Linked DNA regions of Mus musculus: region 2 is linked to region 1. The links are chromatin contacts, called in public Micro-C maps. All regions are on one chromosome and are shown on one strand. The core of a region is the stretch at or near the end of the contact, and the rest is flanking DNA. Distances in the headings are between cores, read along the strand shown. Region 1 has its middle 99 kb from the start of Mir680-3. Region 2 has its middle 21 kb from the start of Gm26071.

Evidence for each region. Hi-C and Micro-C count contacts between places; a contact is called where the count stands out from the background.
Region 2: a contact with region 1 is called in a Micro-C map of macrophages, with 5 times the contacts expected there. The contact joins two enhancer-like sites. A contact is called at or near these places in 2 of 484 Hi-C or Micro-C datasets (the 3T3-L1 cell line and macrophages) and 1 of 115 datasets of contacts at active chromatin or transcription factors (bone marrow-derived dendritic cells).

Annotation. Positions count from the first base shown.
Region 1 is chr12:35,291,168-35,297,549 of GRCm38.p6, forward strand. No RefSeq gene overlaps it. Among named protein-coding and RNA genes, the nearest start is that of Mir680-3, 99 kb to the left of the region's middle. Within about 2 kb of position 3,579, at least 87 of the 459 cell types and tissues checked have an H3K27ac peak or open chromatin away from gene starts, as enhancers often do. A contact at or near this core is called in macrophages, where this site is marked.
Region 2 is chr12:35,459,347-35,465,873 of GRCm38.p6, forward strand. No RefSeq gene overlaps it. Among named protein-coding and RNA genes, the nearest start is that of Gm26071, 21 kb to the left of the region's middle. Within about 2 kb of position 3,520, at least 16 of the 459 cell types and tissues checked have an H3K27ac peak or open chromatin away from gene starts, as enhancers often do. A contact at or near this core is called in macrophages, where this site is marked.

The sequences.
Region 1 (6,382 bases), core at 2,329-4,828:
TGAGGGATATTCTTCTAAACAATAAAATTGTGGTACCTGTATTCCTATAGTGGTTCACTCTTTGACTAAGATATTTGATAGAATTTTTAATTGAATTTTTTCTTATCAACATCCATGGCAATCCTGGCCTCTCTGTACTTACTAAGAAAATCACATACACACTGATTTATTCCTTTAAAACATCTGCCTTTCTGAGCATTAAGTTAGTTATATAACTTTCTTCTAATCCCCTATATTTAGTAAAAATTCAAGACTCAAAGAATATGTAGTTTGTTTTGATTGCCAGTGTAGAAGTGACATGCCTCCACATTTACATATCCCAAGTGCTTTGTAGAAGTCAGCATCAACTTTTGACTATTTAAAAAAATATTTTAGATTTATTTACACAGATGAGTATTTTGTCTGCATGGATGCATATGTATTGCATGTGGGCCTGGTACCTTTGGAAGTCAGAAGAAAGCAACAGATCCCTAGGAACTGGACTTAGGGATGTTTGTAAGCTATCATATGTGTGTTGGCAACCAAACCTGTGTCCTCTGAAAGAGCAGTCAGTGTGCTCTTAACTGCTGAGTCATCTCACTAACTCCAGAGTAAACCCCTTTTTTCCTTTAAAGCATTTTTCACTTTTATTAATATCAAAATGGACATTGAAACTTTTTGATCTTAACTGTGTTGATATTTATTTTGATGAACAGTTCTTGGCCTATACAGTTCTGAGTTCGGTCATGAAGTGACTAACTGAGACAACTGTGCATCCTGCAGAAGGTGCTACACATGGAAAAGCCACACCCTTGGGCAGTGAATTGGCCTTCATAGCTACTGCCCCTTATTCATTGCCAGATTATGTGTACAGTGAGTCACAGGCACTTTTCTAAATATATCAGCAGCCTGGCAAAGGGTTTGGGGACTGTATCCATCAATTACGGTCATGGGAAAGGTCAGAATAGCACAGGCTTTCATCCTCATTCCACTGCCCTCCCTACTCGACCACGGGTGTGTTGAAATACTGAGATTGTTCACTTTGAAGCATTGTCCATTGCTGAGAACTTCTTACTGGAAATGAGCGAAATCTCTGCAAGAGGCCATGCCACTGAAAGGCCTACTTCCTCTTTCAAAAGCTTATTGTCTAATAAAAGTATCCACAGAACTTCTTCGGCGAGATACACCAACTTCATTCCTTTCAAACCATCGATTGCAGTCCACAATTTCAACTGAAGAAAAGATTCTCTATGAAGCTGGATGCTGGCCCCATTCACTGAATTCCCCTCCCAGCCTTCACTGACCCTAGCAAAAGCAGCTTAGTTCTCAAGCTGCCCCTAACCCCTCTCTCCAACACGGTAGGCACTTCTGAAAGCTGAACTCCAGCAGCACTGAACAATATGGGGAGTCTTCTGAGACTTTAATGTGGCCATAAAATTGGGTGGAATCTTACAGAAATCTCCAAAAAATTAGCCTTGAACAGAAGAAAATTGTTCTGAATCTCATTACTTTGAACAGTGGTCCATTATTATTTTTTATTTTTACCCAAAGCAGCAACTCTGGCAGTATATATAAAATCAGATAACAAAAATCTTCAAACTAAAGAACATTTCAAATTAAATTAAACATAAAAGACCTTATAAAGTCAGCATTCAACTTAACTTCTAGTTTGATTATTCTGTTGGTAAGCTGAAATTTAAAGCGGTCCACACTGTCATACCCAGATCATCAATCACAACAGTTAATTTCAGAAACCTACTACTGTGTTTGGCTCACAGCATCAGGATTTCCCTGGAGATTAAAGGCACGTACTTCTCCATATTAATTAGAGATATAAGGAATTCTACAGAGAAACCTCTTTTTTTCTGTTTCTATGTGAATCATCTATCTCCTTCTATCTCCTTCTCTGAATCATTCAGTTATTTTATAAACAGTATTTCATTACTTATTATCTATGTTCCATGTGTTTGTGGCAATGAACAGTAAAATTTATAAACAACTAATTCTGCTACCATCTGTAGCTCTGTGCAGGTCTGGAAAGCCACATCGTGTATCTCTTGACACAAAAGTAGGACATACATATTTTGGAAGAAGAGCAATACTAGTTGAGACTAAACCACTTAGATATACTTTTGTTTTTACCAAAACTGAATTAAAACAAGGAAAATAGTTACCTAGCAACATTTGACATTGAAAAGATTCCATATCGAAAAGTAACCAACATGAAAGGCAAGATAGAAGATAGTCCAAACCTCATCTTGATAAGAGTCACAATTCATAGAGCTGTGTGTATCATGAAGTAGGGAGGGAGAAAAAAAAGATTAAACATACAAAGAAGATCTGTAGAAATGTAATCTGGCATATCTTCAGCATCTACTAGATTTTTTCCTGGATGATAAACAGCTCAGCTAGCTTGAATTAAACTGACAGTTTAATTCAGAGAAGTAGACAATGCTTCAATTAAAGACAGGGAGACAGTTAGCCTGAATGTCCACTTTCCCACATTTTCTACTTGATCAGTTTCTTGTCATTGAAAGAAGTGTGGCTGGTATGTCCATTTAGTACATTTAGTACATTTCCATGCAAAGAGCTCTGGTGGACAAAGCTGGTCATGCTGCTGTCATGTGACTGGGTAGGTGGCTGTAAGGATTCGAACAAAGAGTGGATGTTTACAGCTGGGTTTGGAGAATGTCCAACAAACAGTCTTTGTGTTCACATAGCTTTGTTATGTTTCCTTTCTTGGTTCCTTCCGAACAAGCCATATAAAAATGAAAGGACAAAGAATTGTATATGTATGTGTGTGTACATGTGTGTGTTTGTACACATGTCTATGCTACGTATGTGCCTACATGTGTATGTGTGGATGACAGAGGTTGGCATCAAAATGTCAAGCTCAGTTGTTCTCTACCTTATTGTCTGAGGCAGGGTCTCTTCACAGACTGGCTAGTCTGGCTGGCCAGCGAATCTTGAGACTTTTCCAGCTTCCCCTCCCTAGGCTAGGGTGGCAAGTGTCTCAGCACACCAAGCTGTTTCACCTGGCTGATGGAGATCTGTACAAGGTTTTTACTACCACGCTGTCTTCAGGCCCAAGACAAATTTTAAGATAAAATGTCTGGTAGGGTTGCTATTGATAGATTAACTGTAAAGGATGTTTTTAAGTATGTGGGAAGTGTGACCCATTTCTGAGAATATGCAGAAATATTTATCTGGTGGAGCATGGAGGTTTTTTGAAAATTTCACATTAAGTCACTTGAAAACTTTTTATTGTATTTTTTTCCAGTAATTCTCTTTGTTCCCTTTCTCCTTCCCTACCCCCTGTTTCCTTTTTCCTAATTTTTCCTTCCTTACTCCTTCCCTTTCCCACCTTTTCCCTTTTCATTAACTAATTAATTTATTCATTTTAATACTCTAATCATAGACCACTGCCCTCTTCCTGGTCCTCTCTCACAGCCCCTCCCCTCACCCCACTTATCCCCTTCTTTTTTTTCTTTTCCTTCTCCCCTCCTGCTTTAGAAATGATTTAACAAGGTGATGCATCTTTTCTTTGTGGTAAACAGCTCAGAGTATGTGGACAGAATACTTGGAAGGAAAGACACTAATGACATGGCATATTTGGGGCTTGCTGAACTTGTAAGCATGTTTGGCTTTCAGTGTGTGCCCGATCATTTTGCAATAGTCAAATGGCATTTTTGGCTTGGTTACTTTTTCAGTCTGAGTGCTTGTGGGTTTTTTTTTCCCCTAAGCTTTTTGTTGTTTTGTTTGTTCCTGTAGCTATGGCCAGAGTTACTCACCACTCAGTAGAATAACCTCCCCCATATTTTAAAGGAACCACAGCACTCCAAACCAATTAAGGAACAGAAAACCCAGTGAAGCACAACTGCTCCCAGGCTTGGCTCTGTTTATCTCTCATGACCTTGCTCTAATTTGCTCTAAGGGAACATAGCATACCCAAGTTAGCCTGACTTTCCCTCTCCCTACAACATGAAAGTATCATGCAGTGTCCCTAGTTAGAAAAAAAAAGTCTCATTGTCCAGTAATATAAAGAAAAATTAGGCTGGGCAGTGGTGGCACATGCCTTTAATCCCGGCACTTGGGAGGCAGAGGCAGGAGGATTTCTGAGTTTGAGGCCAGCCTGGTCTACAGAATGAGTTCCAGGACAAAGAAACCCTGTCTCAAAAAACCAAAAATACCAAACCAAACCAAAATAAAACAAAATCAAAAAATCAAAAAGAAAAAAAAAGAAAAATTAGAAGGTTGAAAGTAATACAGAAATGCTTATTGCTTGATTTTGTCTCTCCTGGCACATGGTGGGGGGACATCCTTTGTGTTCATCACTATATTAAATGCTTTATCATATGGCCAGCTAACATAATAATGAAATAAACCATTACTCTTACTGATCCTTCTTAGCTTTAGTTTTATTCTTTTATGTTTATAACTATCTAAACAGTCCTATAACCTCTAAGAAAATAGAAGCAGTCATTAAAAGGCTGAAAAAAACAACAAAACAAAACAAAACAACAAAAAACCCAGGGCCAGATGATTTTAGGGTTTTAGTGTAGAAGTCTATCAGACCTTCAAAGAAGACCTAATACCAATACACCTCAAACTATTCCACAAAATAGAAACAGAAGGAACACTAACTAATTATTTTTATGAAGCCACTGTTATTCTGATATCTAAACCCAACAAAGAAAGAGAACTTCAGAACAATTTCAGTTATGAACATCAATGAAATAATACTCAAAAGATTTCTCACAAACTGAATCACAGAACACATCAAAATGATCACTTACCATGATCAAGGAGGCTTCATCCGAGGGATACAGGCTAGTTCAATATACAGAAATCCATCAATGTAATCCTATATATATATTTTTTTAAAGAAAAAATCACATGATCATCACAATATTTGCTGAAAAAGCATTTGGCAAAATACAATATCCCTTCATGTTGAGAGTATTGGAGAGATCAGGAATTTAAGGCCCATACTAAACATGATAAAAGCAATGTACAGCAAACCAATAGCCAATATCAAATTAAATGGAGAGAATCTTGAAACAATCCCACAAAAATCAGGGACAAGACAAGGCTCCAATCTATAGTACTTGAAGTTCTAGCTAGGACGATAAGACAACAAAAGGAGATCAAGGGAATACAAATTGGAAAAGAAGTCAAGGTATCACTATTTGCTGATATTATGATCGTATACATAAGACACCTCAAACATTTTGCCAGAGAATTTCTACAGTGGATAAACAACTACAGCAAGGTGGCTGGATATAAAATTAAGTCAAAACAAATCAGTAGTCTTCCTTTATAAAAAGGATAAATGCTCTGAGAAAGAAATAAGGGAAAAACACCCTTCAAATAATCACAAATAATATAAAATATCTTGATGTAAATCTAACCAAGGAAGTGGAAGATCTGTATGACAAGAACTTTAAGCCCCTGAAGAAAGAAATTGAAGAATATCTCAGAAGATGAAAAAAATTTCCCGTGCTCATGGATTGGTAGGATTAACATAATAAAAATGGCATAGTACCAAAAACAATCTATAGATTCAATGCAATCCCCATCAAAATCACGACTCAATTCTTCACAGAGATAGAAAGAGCAATTCTCAATTTCATTTGGAATAACAAAAAAACCCATGATAGCCAAAACAGTTCTTAACCATAGAAGAAATTCTGGGGGAATCATCATCCATGATCTCAAGCTATACTGCAGAGCAATAGTGATAAAAAACCACATAGTTTGGTGCAGAGACAGACAGGTTGATAAATAGAATAGAATTGAAGACCCAGAAATAAATGCACACACCTATGGACACTTGATCTTTGACCAAAAAAAAAAATGGCCAAAACTATACAGTGAAAAAAAAAGAAAGCATCTTCAACAAATGATGCTGTTCTAATTGGCTGTCTGCATGTAGAAGAATGCAAATTGATCCACATTTATATCCTTGTACAAAGTTCAAGTCCAAGTGGGTAAAGGACCTCTACATAAAACCAGATACACTGAATCTAATAGAAGAGAATGATGATTCATTGGCTCAGGTCTACTTGAGCTGTGAAACTCAAGCCCTTAGTGATGCCATGCGGGGTACTACTCTCTGGATCCTTACAATAAATATGCAAAAACAAGACTAGAAAGGGTTTTACTAGGATTTCCATTAGCATTTTAATTAATATATTTCCAGTCCTCTTTAATAAAAAGGGTTGAGAATGTGGTGGAAGGAGCAGAGGGGAGGAGAGAAGAAGAGAGGGAAGGGCAGGGGAGGGAAGCAGCTATATTTTTCTTACTTCATTGTAAGTTCTGGTTTTATCCTTATGCTCACTGTGGACCGTTTTCGGTGACAATATTTGCTAAAAGTGATTTTTCAACCACGGACAATGTTCTC
Region 2 (6,527 bases), core at 2,270-4,769, 170 kb after region 1:
GCTTGTACCATTTGCAGAACTATCATTTCCTATGCCAAGATCGCAGCTATAAGTCACAGGACCTAACAGAGGATATCAAAGCTCACCATTTTCTCAGCTGACTCCTCCCAGAGTTCTGTATTTAAAAAAAAAAAAAAACTGGAAAAAAAATTTCCACACAATGTATTGTGATCATGCTTTTCCCTCTCCCAACTCCTCCAAGGTCCTCTCCATTTCCTCCCCCATGCAACAGCAACATCATGGCCCCCCTTCTCTCTCTCTCTCTCTCTCTCTCTCTCTCTCTCTCTCTCTCTCTCTCTCTCTCTCTCTCTCTCTAAAGAAGCCAAATACTGTTTATGACTATTACAGCTTCTCTTTCCAACTCAGACATGCCCTAAAACCATTTTTTTTTCTTTTTGTATCTACTACTTTTAGGTTCTTTATAGCATGATAGAGTTTCAGGATATTTACTCTGCCAATATTGTCGGAAAAGGAAATCTCTGCCTCCTCTTCACCTTCCTGTCACCAAGCTTTGCCCTGAGCGGTTTATGGAATCTGCTGTTGTTAAGGTCACCCCTGACATCATCACTTCTAAGTAAAGTAAATACTCATCAACTTTATTTTACCACTGAACTTTTTTCATTGTTGTCCATGTGCTTCGTGAGTCACCCTGGTACCATGCAATACATGGCTACTCATGAACAAAACATCAACTTAGAATTCACAGCACTAGGGTGACTCTTGCTTGTCATTATCAGCTCTCAAAGTGTTAGTGTTAGAGTGCTTTTGACTCTAAATATGTCTACCCAGTAATACTACAAAACCAAGGAAAATTTTTAGGTTCTCTTTCTACCAATGAGATGTTAAAGACATATTTAGTAACCTGATTTATTGTAATAGCGAGTTGCCCTTTCAAATCTGTTCTGATATTGATCTAATCTAAAAAAAAAGTACCATCCCAACCTTAGATAGTTTCTATTGCTTATAATTATCATTAGTGCACCCCTGATTCAGAGTTGATTCATTTGCTTAGAATTACTAGTGAATAAAGGGCTGGATGCCATGGTTAGTCTCTGCTTCCACTGCCAACATCAAAGTCAATCTTAGGAAATGGCTGAGGTGGAAGTGCTACCTGGCATTGCCAACCTGTGACTGTGGGCAACATGGGTCCCAGTATTGTTATTACAGCCATTGTAGATTGCAATGCCATGCCACAATGTTAAAGGGTGAAAACCCCTATACAGCTTTCCAACTACAATACCAGATCAAAATTCGACTTGAATTGTATTCCAGAGATAGGATACAGGCTCACTGAGAACACTTCATCTATAGGTCCTGAAGAAGATACCTTGCAGGGAAATCTAAAGGAACGAATTCATAGACTAAGAAAGGACAATGGGGGGCTAGGCATGTGGTAGAAGGGGCAGCAGCCTGGCGAATCAGCCAGGCCTGTGTCTGTCAGCACTCCACCCAGCTGTGTCCTGCTGTGGGCCAGAATAATCTCTGTGTTATATGTCATCACTGAGGACCATGCAGATGTCTGTTGTTTGTGCTGCTACCATATTATCACTGAAAGCCATGCCTGGGTCTAAGGTTCTACTGCAGTCAGAGTCTGTGTTGATGTTTGCAGTCTGAGTTACCACCAAAAGTCATGCAGATGTTTATTGACTTGTTGCCACCTGAAGCAATGTTGATGTCTAGGGATATGGTGCCACCAGTGGACATATTGATCAGAGTGGCCTGTGCTGCCTCCTGAGACTATGGTAATGCCCAGGTCCAAGTTTAAAATGAAGGCCACAAGGATGCTCATGGTCTGTGCTGCAACCTGAAACCACATCAAGGTCTATAAGCTGTGTTGCTACCAGGGACCATATTGATGTTGTTGGCCTGTGCTGTCACCTTAGGCCATGTTGATGTTCATGATGCAGGCAGTTTCTGAGGGTCTTGTCTGTGGGCCCTGTAGCAGGGGGCTGTGTTTCTGGTCTTTATTGCTGCCAGGAAACCTGTGGAAGTCAAGATCCATGCTCCTGATGATTGTGAAGAGCAAGTAAGCTACTTTTGCTTGATGTGGATGACTACAGATGCACAGTTGAGAGGGAGGGACATGGAAGGTGTCTGTGACAACCCCTATTCCCACCCCAACCCGCCAACCCCCAAAATAACATGCTAGGCAAGAAGTCACCCAAGAGACCTCTTAAAAAAGTGTCACTCTCTATAACTGATGGCTTCTGGCAGAGGTGTGGAAGGGGAAGGACTCCGTTCTATTTAAGGGGCAGGCCACTTGGAGTTTGACCATGCTTTGGTGAGTGTATAGACAACATAAAGTAGACTTCGGTTTTTTGTTTGTTTGTTTTCTTTTTTCCTTTTATTATCTTTACCTTTTTTTTTTTTTTTGATGGGAGGAAGTCACAAGGGGAGCAGACATGGAAGGAATTGGGATTGGGATGCATTTTGTGAAACTCTCGGAGACTCAATAATGATGCTATGTGCGGTGGGGGAAGTCAGCAGCCCTGGTGGAAGAAAGGGGGAAAAAAGTACAATGGTTGTTCCCAGGGGACAATATTGGGAAGATATTAATCAGAAAGTAGAAATTATCAGATATATAGAATGCTTGAGGTTTTGAGTTATAATGTACAGCATATTGACTATAGTCAATATTGTATTGGGTGCCTGAAAATTGCTGAGAGAGAACACAGGCATTCACTCACACATGTTCACTCACACACACACACACACACACACACACACACACACACACACACACACACACACACACACGCACACGCATGCACATGCATCCCTGCACTTCTAAAATATACAATTTTCTTTACTAACTTGAAAAATGAAACAGACAAGTTCGTGCTCCTCTGAATATCCCTATGAGAACTGCCTCTCTTCCTCTGATTGTTTAATGCCTTTTGAAATAAAATGTATGACTAAAGGTGTTCAACTGATGCTTGAATGAGGTGGCTCCCCACCTGAGCTTGAGGCAGCAATATCAATGACCACGGCCTTAGAAGATTAAGACGTGGAGTCAGCAGTTGGCCTGGAACTCCGATGAGTGAAAGGGAGACTTCCAGTTCCTCTGTCCTCCTCTGCTCCTTATTCCCAGACTTTTCCATCATATTCTGTATGTCCTTAGAGAATTGCTCCTTCCACGGTGTGTGTTGTCCTTCATCATCTCTTCTCCTGCCACCTGATCTGTATGAGGTGCTTGGCCTCAGGCAGCTAAAAGAGTTGATGCTCACACACGTGTGTGATGAGCTCTGATGACCGTCTAAGTTTAAACAGTTTAAGCATCTTTAAAGGACCTACCAAGCAACATTATCCAAGCTCTTTTCTGACACATCGGTTATGAATTCTCATCTTGTCAGCATTCAGCATATTCTCTCACAAGATTCCGATTTCCTTACGCCTCTGTGAAACAAAGTAGACACGGCCACAAAATGACCTATATAAATTAATCATCAGCTGTAATTCTGCCTACAGCTTTGGTAATTGCTGACGTAAAAGATGCCCCATTCAACTCTGAAAAAGGAAGTTTAGAAAGTGCTTTGTCACTTTGAAACTCCTTTTTGCTCAAGGCTTCAGCCTAGCTTTGCCTTCGCAGCTATGGTCTTCCTAACAAACATTTAAAGAGCCTCATTTTAACAGCATACTTAAACATTCATAATCACAAAGTTCAGGTGACTAGAATTGCAATAGGGAAACTCAAAGCAATAATGTATATAGAAACCAATAATACATCTGTGAGGAATAGAGACATGAATAGGAGTAAAGCTGAGCCCACTTCAGACATGATGCCATATGGTGGCACTCTTGTCGCTCTATCACCACAGTCAAAACACGAATAGCAGTTATTATTTTCCAGTTGGTGAAGAAATAACATTCTAATAGTCCACCGTGAACTTTGTACAACAAGCATTATGCTGCTCACAACTCTAGCCAGACTGGAGAACATAGGGGAGGGACATTTCTATTAGTATTGATGTGCCTTACATCTAGGTAAAAGTTAAATTAAATAAACTCATTGACTACTCAACCTACTCATGAGAGACAGAAGTGGGAAAATGTTACACATAGTGAGAGAGAAGAGAAAAAAGTTGAGGTATTGGTGGCAAGGTAGGAGTAGGGGGTGAGGCACACAAGAAGCCAACTCAACAAACTTTCTCTCATTTTGGAATAAAATAAGAGGGAAATATGTGATATATCTCAGCAGGCCTGAGGAGCAGTCTTTTTATAGCCAGCTGGGAGGATGTCTTTAGGATTTCCAAGTGTTTAGATATTTTCAGCATTAATCTCTTTAGCACCTGGGGTAACAGGAAGGGTGTGTGTGGTTCCACTATCAGCAGCCTTGGAAAGGAAGCTGCTGTGTGCCTTGGGACTGCTGATTGTTTCCCATTTTAAAGATAGGCAGAATTCAGTAACCTTTCTACTTGGCTTTACTTGAACCCCCATGAAAGATCAAAATAATGGACTCGTAGTGTTTGATGATGTTTTTATTTTAAAAGCATTGCTCTCTTTTTCTCTAAACAGTAAGTAGGAGAGGTGTGCCTTACAGTGATGCACTTATTTTTTTTCTCACAGATTTGTATTTAACCAATCATTTTAAAAAATGGAATAATTGCAGTGGAATGATTGTCATTTTAGGTAAGGTCTTAAGGTCTACTTTAAGGGGTAATGACCCACATCGTAAATATTGCATATATGGGAGACAGAAAATTTGACCATGGGGTGTGTCACATTTACTGGCTGAGATGGTGTAGACTTAGAAATTCTTATTTGCTTCTCAGGGTTTTGGCTGTTGTTTGGTGTGTGCCTGTGTATATTATGCAGTAGGAGAGAGGGAACAAGGGAACAGAGAAGGAAATGAGGGAGGGAGAAAAAGAGATCTGAGCTGTACAGTGTGACATGAGATACAGATGTCCCAGTAATGACTAAGATAGGTTTTGGACAGAAGTTGTCAGCCATCTAAAGCATAGATGGTAATCTCTGCTCAAAGTATTTGTTTGACTTGTGTATTTTTTAGAACCCACAGGTAAAATGATAGTGACAGCTTTGGACTCAAGATTGTAAAATGAATATTTGGATTTTTTAAAAAATACACATCTACTGATAATATATACTAAAATATCTTTAAATTTAGTGGATTTTTTTAAACCAGGAATTATATTGTTGTCTTTTAAGAACATCCAAAATATGACCAGAAATGTGACAAATACTTCCACTTTACTTAAGGCTATTCTACATACCCTTTGAAAATAATGGGAAAGCCTTATGTTGTAAGATTCACTCATTTCTTTCTGTCTTCAAAACCAAGGAATCCAGGAGAAGTCCACCTACATACATGTTGACAGCAAAAGAGATTTCCTATCACCCATCATTGTGAATGTGTCATCAGTAACTCTCAAGACAAAATGGAATGGATTAAAGACAATGGCCCATCTCTCTTTCTTACCAAAAAGCTTCAAAACTCAGCTGTAAATCTTTACAAAGATTTTGAAAAGAAAGCATCATATACTTGCAGATGCTTCAAAGTGACATGGGCAAACTTGAAAGAAACACAATTAATAATCTTACCTGTCATGGGCATTCCCTTGTGGGAAATGTATCCAGGGAATGAGTAACTACCTAGGGGAGAATATTAAAGTGTGCAGCACACAATTTCAAGTGCATCTTGGCAGTCTCATGGTGACTGTCCAAGTGACTGCACACAGACCCCCCTACACACACACACACACACACACACACACACACACACACACACACACACAAACTCATTTGGCATTAGGAGACCTGGCAGTTTGTTTTCCATGGAGGAAGGGGTAAGAAGCCAGAGTGTGCATTTTTTCCTTCTTATTTTCTGCCTTCCTTTAGCCATCTTTGAAATGTCTTTGCAGTTTTCCCAAAGTGTCCCTGCTAGTGACAGCTGCAAGGTGAGGCACAGTGAAGAACCTCATGTGCTCCTGCCCGCTGTGACCCAGAGGCATCTTAGAGAATGTCCCCAACATGTCACTCAAAACTGTGAGTTGGATCACTTTACATAGTTCAAATAATTACAGTATTTATTTACAGGCAGAAATTGCATTTGATGCCACATTGCAAACGTTTTTGAGTAAGTTTCTGGAATCAAAAGGAAAAATAACTCCTGATTTGGGTTTGTTTGTTTGTTTGTTTGTTTGTTTGTTTTTTGCTTCAGTGATTTTGTTATTGTTTTGGAAGGGTGGAAGACTGCATGTTTCTTCTTGTACCATCTTCCAACTCACAGGCCAGTGTGGTTTGGATGGGAGTATCCAGAGTTCTGAAGCTGCATCATTTTGGGTCCTTCTACAAAGTAGTGGCTAGCACCTGACATTGCTGTTGGTGGTAGGGGGTAGTAGTAGCAATTTCTTTTTCTTTCGATTCTGGGAAAAGGAGCAAGGCCTTTATGCTTCTAGTAGAACCTCCAAATTATCATTGGTCTGCTACAGATCAGGTTTTCCCTTAGTGTCAACTTACTTTTCAGTAGAGCACTTCTGCTGTTGCCTCTCCTACCATGTGCAGCCCTG